Regions from separate parts of the Mus musculus genome. Here all the other regions are linked to region 3. The links are chromatin contacts, called in public HiChIP or PLAC-seq and promoter capture Hi-C maps. All regions are on one chromosome and are shown on one strand. The core of a region is the stretch at or near the end of the contact, and the rest is flanking DNA. Distances in the headings are between cores, read along the strand shown.

Region 1 (2,700 bases), core at 71-2,570, 410 kb after region 3:
ATGGGAGAAGCATAGACAAGGTTGAGCCATCCGAGCTCCAGGCTCTGCCCATCTGCAGCTTGCAGCTCTCCTTATCTCTTCACTGGGGCTCTTCACATCCTCCCCTCAAGCTCAGATTAGTCTTAGTCCATGACAAGTCTTCCAGGGTCTGAAACCAAACACTGAAAACTGGGAATCCTTAGATTCTTGGTCCCTGAGGCCAAGGTCCTCTAAGACACCCTGCTAGGAATCACACCCTGCCAAGGCTACTGGAGAGGGGTATGAGAGAGAGAAGCAGAATTCTCTAGTGTCTTCAAAAGAAAGATGGTGGTTTAGGAGGGTGCTCACTAGCAGAGCATTTACATAGTATGTGCGAGGCCCTGGGTTCAGTCCCCACTACTGCAAAAATAGAAAACAAAACCAAATCTGGGCAAAGAAGCAGGTAGAGGCTGTAGACAGAGATGCTGTTTCTTATTGCTGCTTTCTGGTCCTCTAACTTCTTTTCTGAACTAGCTGCACTGAGCACCTGTGCTCTCCAGACTTTTGTCTTCCTGAGCCTGCAGACAGACCTCAAAATACAGTCTTCTTTCTTAAACTTTTTTTAAATTTATTTCTTATAATTTTGTATACTGTCCTGACTCAAAAGTCTGAAGTACAAAAAGCCCCAGTCTGTCTAGGCCACAATACACTCTCTATTAGGTAACTAATGCTGGGCCAGTTGGGGTGGGTTTTTTTTTTTTTTTTCTATTTTCTTTTGAGAGGACGTTATATTTCCCAGGATGTTCTCAAAGTCCTGGGCTCAAGAATCAAGTGATTCTCTTGCCTCAGCCTCCAGGGTAGCTGGGCCTATCTATATTTGTGTACCACTACCCTGGACACTAATGCTAATTTCTGGCATTTTTCAGCTGCCTTACTGTGTATACACTGTGTTGTATACCAGTGTTGTACATTCATTTTTGTATAGCATGAATCCCTTCTGCACCTGGCTTTTGGATATACTGGTTTTGTTCCTTTGGGAGTAAAGCAAAGTCCTAAAAGATGATGGCTTCTGTATGGTGAGCACAAGTCGTGGGCTGGCCCTTCCCTCTTGTGTGTAAGCACACATGAGAGGCACTCAGCCTGGGAACACGGCGATTAGGCATCTCAAGAGAGTTATGCCAGTTATGGATTTTTCCAAAAAGCCAGCGCTGGTTATGTGAGACAGAGCTTCGAGTGTTGCTGTTCCAATTCTGCACAGCAGGGGGCATTGTGGGCATATGTGGGAGACCAGCAATAAGCTTGAAGGATAGGGGGCATGCAGGAAGCTGGCAGGACATTAGGACAGAGAAGCCAAGTCCAGAAAGGGAAGCCAGAAGAGAGCCAATTGGCCTTTGCTGAGAGCCAATCCAGGGGCAGCTGGCAGCCTCTTGGCCACTGAGGCTTTAAGTTTGGAGTTTCCCTGGGAGGGTCATGCCACTCTTGGTGTCAGAGTAGGGAGACAAGTACAGAGGACAGAAGAAAGCCAGCCACTGTTCTGTGACCTCACACCAGGCCTGCACGCGCTCGAAGAAGCAGGAGCGGCGGGCGGCGGGCTCTTAGGCCTGTAAGAATGGTATAGGAACCGACAGCACAGGGCATTCATCCCCTGGGGAAAGGAATGGGGCCGGGGTCCTGACAGTGGCCAGGGCAACCAGCACTGCCTGGCATTAGATTCCTGTTCTGTAGAGTAGGAACAAATGTGCCCTCAGATACACAGCTACTCAATAGGCATTAGGCTAATATGGAAATTGCCAGGTAACACAGGAAGAGATTTGTCATGTGATTTACAATTAAAACAAGGGCTGGGGTTATAGCTCTGTAGTAGAGCACTTGCCTAGGATGCTCAGGGCCCTGGGTTCCATCCCCAGAACTGAAAAGAAAAAAATAACAATTATGAAAGCTTTAAACCAGGAGTTAGAGTAGCTGTGGATATAGCTCAGTGGCAGGGCACCTGCTTAGCATATCTAAAGTCTGGGGTTGTGTCCCCAGCACTGAAAAATGAGTCACACTTTTAAAGATGGCAAACCATGGTGGAACAAGAATTCTCTGGTATGTTCTTGTGAATACAGATTGGAGTATTTCAAGGCAATTTTCTAACAATGATTAAAATACTTAATTCTAGTGTTCTATAATAATTTTTAAACATGTATTTGTGGGGCCGGGGTATGCCAGAAGATAAATTACGGGAGTTGGTTCTCTTTTCTTACCATACAGGTCCAGGGATTGAATTAAGGCTGTCTGGGCTGCAGGTACATTTGCCTACTATGCCATCTTGTCAACCCCTTTGCTGTACTATTTTAAGGACAAACAAGCAAGCAAAACATGTCTTACAAATATCTGTACACAAAATATATGAATTATGCTAGTGTTTGGAATGGTTTAATTTCATTTTGTTTAGATAGCATCCCACTCTAAAGCCTATGGTGGCCTGAAATTCATTCTGTAGCCCAGGCTGGCTCTAAATCCTTAGTCATTCTATTGCCTCAGCCTTACAAGTGCTGAGACTACAGGCATAGCCAGCATGCCCAGCTTTGGAACATATGTATGTATGTATGTATGTATGTATGTATGTATTGGGGGTGCACAGCTTGGTGTGTGTATCGAGGCCAGAAGGGCCTTGTGGGGCCTGATTCTCTCCCACCGTGTGGCGTTCAGGAACTGAACTCACGCTTAGATGCAAGTGCTTCTACTTGCTGAGCCCCC
Region 2 (2,700 bases), core at 197-2,696, 340 kb after region 3:
GTGAAAGTAAACAGGAAAAAGCCCACACACACCACCAGGAAGCACAGAGCTGGGACCACCATGACAATCACTTTGGATTTCATGTGGACAGCGAAATAGATGCTCCAGAGAAGGCAGGCGAAGCCCACATAAAAGAGTGCGTACCGGAAGCGGCGCTGGGTCTGCGGAAAGCAGCGCTCCAGGCAGGCCTCCTCCAGGTTCATGGAGTCGAATTTGGGGTCCCACCACCGGCTGGAGGCCCTCTCAAAAAGCTGGGGCAGCTTCTTCTGTCTGCGCAGGCGACCCCCGCCGCCAACCCTCCGGGGAAGGCCCCCTGAGTCTCCCGAGCTGCTACAGCTGGAGGAGATGCTGTACTTGCAGTGCTTCGGGTGGGTGTTGGAGGACAGCTGCTTAGGGTTGATCTTGACCCTCACGCTGTTGCTGTCTCCGCTTGAGTCGCAGCTCACCTCGGTGCTATGGTGATGCAGCAGCTGCTGGTGGGGTGAGGAAGCCATGTTGCCGAGCTCTTGGAACCTTTCCCGACCAGGTCAGGGGCACCTGCAGGCAAAACCAGCAGAATTAGAGCGGCCTGACTACACACACTCCCGGAGGGCCACGCGACCTGTGCTTGTCGCGAGTGCGAGCTCTGGCGAGCCACTTGGGAAGGCACCACCATATGTTCACCAAAACTGCCCATAACGGCGCATAAAAGCGCCAAGGCGAGCGAGAACCGCACGGGCCGTACCTGGTGCTCCCAGGGTTCTCGTGCCGCGGCCGCGCTGAGTCTTGGGTCCCCGGCAGCGCTGCGCTGCGCTCCCCTCGGGCGCCGTCGCCCGCTGGTGGCCTCTCCCCGTGCAACTCCAACTGCAGCTCCAGAGGGAAGTTCAGACCTTGAGCGCTCGGGGCACCGGGAGCAGCTTTCGCAAAAACAACTCGGGAGGCGAGCAGCGCTTCATCCTGCCGCAGCAGCGCCCGGTGCGTCAAAGCGCGCGGGCCAACCTGCGGCTCCTGCCGCGTTCCGTCCCCTTGCGGCTAAGCACCAGCGGGCTACCCTGCCCCGCGCCCCTGCTCGCGAGCTTGAGGAGCCCGAGGGCCGCCCGTCCGAGCGGCCGGTCTAGCAGGGCCTGCTGCCCGCAGCCGAACGCACCCCGGCCCAGAGCCGAGCTCGGGGCACTGCGCGGGCCCCTCCACAGACCGCCGTGCGGGCTGCCGCAGAGCCTGACTCCCGCGACGCCGGCTGGCCAGCACGCCGGTCGTCCGCACGCCGCGCCCACGCCCCAGGGGCCCTGCCTGAGCTACAGATGCCGCTGCGGCTGCGCCCGCCGCCCGCTCTCCCGCAGCCGCTGCCTCAGGTCGGAAGAGTAGCAGCCGCAGCCGCCGCCACCACCATCTCCGGCCCCCTCCTCCTCCCCCTCCCGCTGTCACTGACAGACGCGCGCCCGCGCCGCCCCTCTCCTCTGCCGCAGCGCGCACGCGCGGCCCGCGCACGTCACCGCCGGGTCCGGGACACGCGCACCAGCAGCGCGCCACCCCGCCTAGGAGCGCGCGCCCGGCTCGGGGCTGCAGCGGGGCGGGGCCGGGCGGACGCGCTCTGGGCGCCGCCCTCCGCCCTGGGCTGCTCCGAGCCTGGGCCGCCTGCTGTGGGCACCAGGCCTCCGCCTTCTTCCGAGGCCTTGGCTGCCTTTGACTACTTGCCCCGCAGCCTGGCCCCCAAGTCCGCACAGGAAGCATCTAAGCGCAGTTTACCTTTTGGATACATCGAAGTTTTCAGTCCCTGGCTTTGCTCGATTGTGACCTCCCTCCCATTCTGCCAGCAATGTAGGAGTGTTCCCAGTGGTGCTAGGCCCCTCTGAACTTGCTGGGGGATGGAAATGATCATCACCAGCCAAGCCACTTCTGATAGCTTCTAAAGTCGAGCACCACTGAGGACCACCTTTGCCAACCCCCTGGGGAAGTTATCTTCCCGACTTTGAAGATCTTTCATTCTTCACATGAACAACTGTTTTTCCCTCTCCACAAGGAAAACGTTCAAAGAAATCAGCTTCCCATTAATAAGTTCTACATTGGTCTGTGTAAACTCTGGCCTGAATAAACACAATTCTATATTCTCTGGTCGCACCCTGGCTGCCACACCGTACAGTGTTTTTCTGCAACCACAGGGGACTAACTGACCCTTCCTTCCCACAGCTCTCGGGGCCCATCCCAGGCATCCACAGTCACTGTGGAATTCAGGAATAGGAAGGTAAAATATAGACTATCTATACAACCGAATATTATTCGACTATAAAAATGAAGTACACTTGCTACAACCTCTGAAACACACTGGGTAAAAGAAACCAAACACAAGAGGCCACATATTGTATGATTGTATTAATGTGAAATGCCCAGAACAAGCAAATCTATAGAGAAAATACAGGTGATGGATGCCTGCGGTTGTATGAAGTACTAGGTATTGACTACACTATCAAGCCTGGGGGTTCCTTTTGGGGTGATGAAAACATCTGGAACTAGTGAGAACACAACGCCGTGGATTCTGTAGTAGGTATACTTCATGAACGTACTAGTGTCTTTGGATTGCTTTAATGATAAGTACAACTGCATAAATGGTAAGTTTTATGCAGTATGTATTGCACCACAATAAACAGGAACTTTTTAAAGTAAACGTGTCATTGTTGATATATTCCAGCTCAAAGTGCAAGATGTCCATCTAATTATGAGAAA
Region 3 (2,700 bases), core at 85-2,584:
ACAGACTGAGCAAACCAGCCAAGGTTGAGAAGGTGTTTGCAGAACATGATGCAAAGATACACAAGAAATCAGAGAAGATACGGATCCACTGTTAAGTAAAACCAGCTTCTCTGTAGATAGAAATCACAAGAGATGTCTTCTACACAGAGCTCTTTTTTTTTTTAGTATTCTCCGTGGCACTGGGGACCAATTCAGGGCCTATGCAAGCCAAGCACAAACTGCCTTTGGGGGCTCTTTTTTTGTTGTTTTGGTTTGAGACATACTCAAATGTTGGAAAAGATACTATGGGTAAATCAGTTTTGCTACTAGAGGACACATATACAGACAAAAGTATTTTGAGCACCAGGCACTGTGGCACACTTTAATCCTACCACTCTGGGGAGCAGAGGCAGATGAATCTCTGTGAGTTTGTGACCACCCTGGCCAGGCGGAACATATATGGTGAAACCCTGTCACCCTCCCCACACCCAATAAAAAACTGAGGTGAAGTTTGGCAGATTAGCTAATACAGAAATAAAAGGGCAAATTCTGAAACCGAAAACATGTTCCTAAAGATTTAAGCAATCGCTCACTCAAATCTGTTAAACACTGTAACGATATTTGTGGCCAAGAGAACATTTAGTGGAGGATGAGAGCGACAAAACTTCGGAAAGCCATTGGGAAGCTATGTTTATGCGAAACATAAATGTAATGAATGCCAGAAGCTTTAATATTCTTTCGCAGTTAATTCTTGACTTGAGCCCTTTTATGTAAAAATAGCTGTAAATACGTATAATTTAAGTGTATGTAACGCTAACATCTTCACTGTTACATGAGTGCGGGGTGGGAAAGTATAGATTAAGGTTATTCTCTCTCCTTTCCTTTCTCTTTCAATTCCAGGGATCAAACACGCGGAGTTCACTGGCTCCCTGAAGTCCTGGGTAACCGTTGGTTTTGCTCACCGTAGTTACCCCAGGGCTTGACTTCTGCGAGAGCTGAGCTTGTGAACAGCCGCGTGCAACGAACTTGTCAACCCAAGCGCGGGAGCGTCTGCAATCAGGACTACCAGGGACTGACGAGAGCAGGCTGTGGCTGCCCGTGACTCGGCTCCCCAAAAGCGACCACAAGGTCCTACTCCCCGCCCCACTTAGCAGCTCCGGCGCAGTGCGGCCTCCCGCCGGTCTAAGAGTGTGCACACAGCCTCAGACGCCGCCTCTGCGCTCTCGTGCCGCGCTCACCTCGCCGAACTCCAGCCAGCGCGGGGGCCCGCAGTACAGTCTGCAGCCCGCGGCCCCACAGCAACACAGCTCGCAGCTCGCACGCCATGCTTCCTTTCCCAAGTGTGGCTAACAGCCTAACAGAGTGATGAGGGGGCCTTCCGCGGGGGCGGCTCAGTGACGTCATGGCGCGCGACGGGCTGTCCAAGGCGTTGCCTGTGCGAGAACGGGAACGCAGCAAACCGCAGCGCGGGGGCCCTGAAGACTGTACTTTTTGACCTTGGATCTCAGTGACAAGGTCGCTGATCCCTTGCATTGTGCGTGTGAGGGTTATAGTGTCCCCGGCCCGCGGTGCTGGCGGTCCCTAGGCGGGAGCATCCCATTCTCGAGATGGCACTACCCAGCTGGAGTGTGGATCCACTGAAAAACTCTTACAGCAATGCCAAAACCTACACTTTGACAAATTTTAGGTTTGACTGTTATTCGCCAAAACGTGAGCTCAGTAACCAACACCTTTGGACTTACCCGTTTATTGTGACTTTCTCCCTACTGGAAGCTTGTTTGGGGATCCAGGCCACAAACCTTGTCTCTAAAGTTTTTTTTTTTTTTTTTTTTTTTGTTTTTTTGTTTTTTTGTTTTTGTTTTTCGAGACAGGGTTTCTCTGTATAGCCCTGGCTGTCCTGGAACTCACTTTGTAGACCAGGCTGGCCTCGAACTCAGAAATCCACCTGCCTCTGCCTCCCAAGTGCTGGGATTAAAGGCTTGCACCACCACGCCCGGCCCTCTAAAGTTTAATCCAAACTCCAGCCGCCTCCAGAGCAGGTCGCTTGTCCCGGTCCTAACCTCAGAGTAAGGCCCAGCGAGGACCTTTCTGACAGGTTCTCGCTTGATTCTGACACACACCAGATACATTTTCCTATGATCAGATTTTACTAAAACATTAGAGCGATTATCTAGCTTGTTAGCAGACACTAGTAGCAAGAGCAGTTAATTCCTGGATCCAGAATAGACTTGAAGTTTTGGTATAGGGAATGTTTAGTTACTGTTCTAGGTTGACAAGGATTGCTCCCACATTGACTTTATAGATGGAAAATAGATAAGAATGGGCAGATATGAGGCCAAACTTTAATACAGGCTCTGTATTTAAAGTGCCTGTTGCCCTGATAACCCCAAGAAATTGACAGAGCACTGTGTGCCTGTGATCTCAGTGCTGGGGAGACAGAAACAAGAGAATCCTTGGGTTTTGCTAGCCAACCAATCTGATTCTGATGTCCCATGTTCAGTAAAAGGCCATGTTTCAATATAAGGTGGAGAGAGCACCTGAACACCTCACAATTCCTACCCCTAACCCCCAGCCAGTTCTGCTCCTGCTGGGCCCACATCCTCCACAACCAGCCCCACCCCTGCTCCCTAGTGTCTTTTTCCATGGTCACCCTTAGATCCTCACAGTTCTAGCTTCTGCCCCCAGGTTCTGTATTACCTCCTCTAATCTGCCTGAGTCCCA

Evidence for each region. Promoter capture Hi-C pulls out the DNA fragments that hold promoters and counts their contacts. HiChIP or PLAC-seq counts read pairs in DNA pulled down with a chosen protein or histone mark.
Region 1: a promoter capture Hi-C map of cranial neural crest shows a contact between it and region 3. The contact joins the enhancer-like site here to the promoter of Trap1 in region 3. A contact is called at or near these places in 5 of 39 promoter capture datasets (the 3T3-L1 cell line, the C10 cell line, cranial neural crest and 1 more), 3 of 115 datasets of contacts at active chromatin or transcription factors (embryonic stem cells, epiblast stem cells and large pre-B cells) and 2 of 9 other capture datasets (liver and pancreatic islet).
Region 2: a contact with region 3 is called in an HNF4G HiChIP or PLAC-seq map of pancreatic cancer cells. The contact joins the promoter of Adcy9 here to the promoter of Trap1 in region 3. A contact is called at or near these places in 2 of 39 promoter capture datasets (cranial neural crest and neural stem cells), 1 of 484 Hi-C or Micro-C datasets (group 2 innate lymphoid cells), 3 of 115 datasets of contacts at active chromatin or transcription factors (cardiomyocytes, extraembryonic endoderm stem cells and pancreatic cancer cells) and 2 of 9 other capture datasets (adipose tissue and liver).

Annotation. Positions count from the first base shown.
Region 1 is chr16:4,487,976-4,490,675 of GRCm38.p6, forward strand. All of the region lies in intron 4 of Srl (sarcalumenin), which reads right to left. Among named protein-coding and RNA genes, the nearest start is that of Srl, 34 kb to the right of the region's middle. Within about 2 kb of position 1,321, at least 127 of the 459 cell types and tissues checked have an H3K27ac peak or open chromatin away from gene starts, as enhancers often do.
Region 2 is chr16:4,419,052-4,421,751 of GRCm38.p6, forward strand. It overlaps Adcy9 (adenylate cyclase 9), which reads right to left and starts at 1,447. Exons shown (of 11, transcript NM_009624.3): 1 at 725-1,447; 2 at 1-537. The coding sequence starts at 494.
Region 3 is chr16:4,076,476-4,079,175 of GRCm38.p6, forward strand. It overlaps Trap1 (TNF receptor-associated protein 1), which reads right to left and starts at 1,335. Exons shown (of 18, transcript NM_026508.2): 1 at 1,218-1,335. The coding sequence starts at 1,305.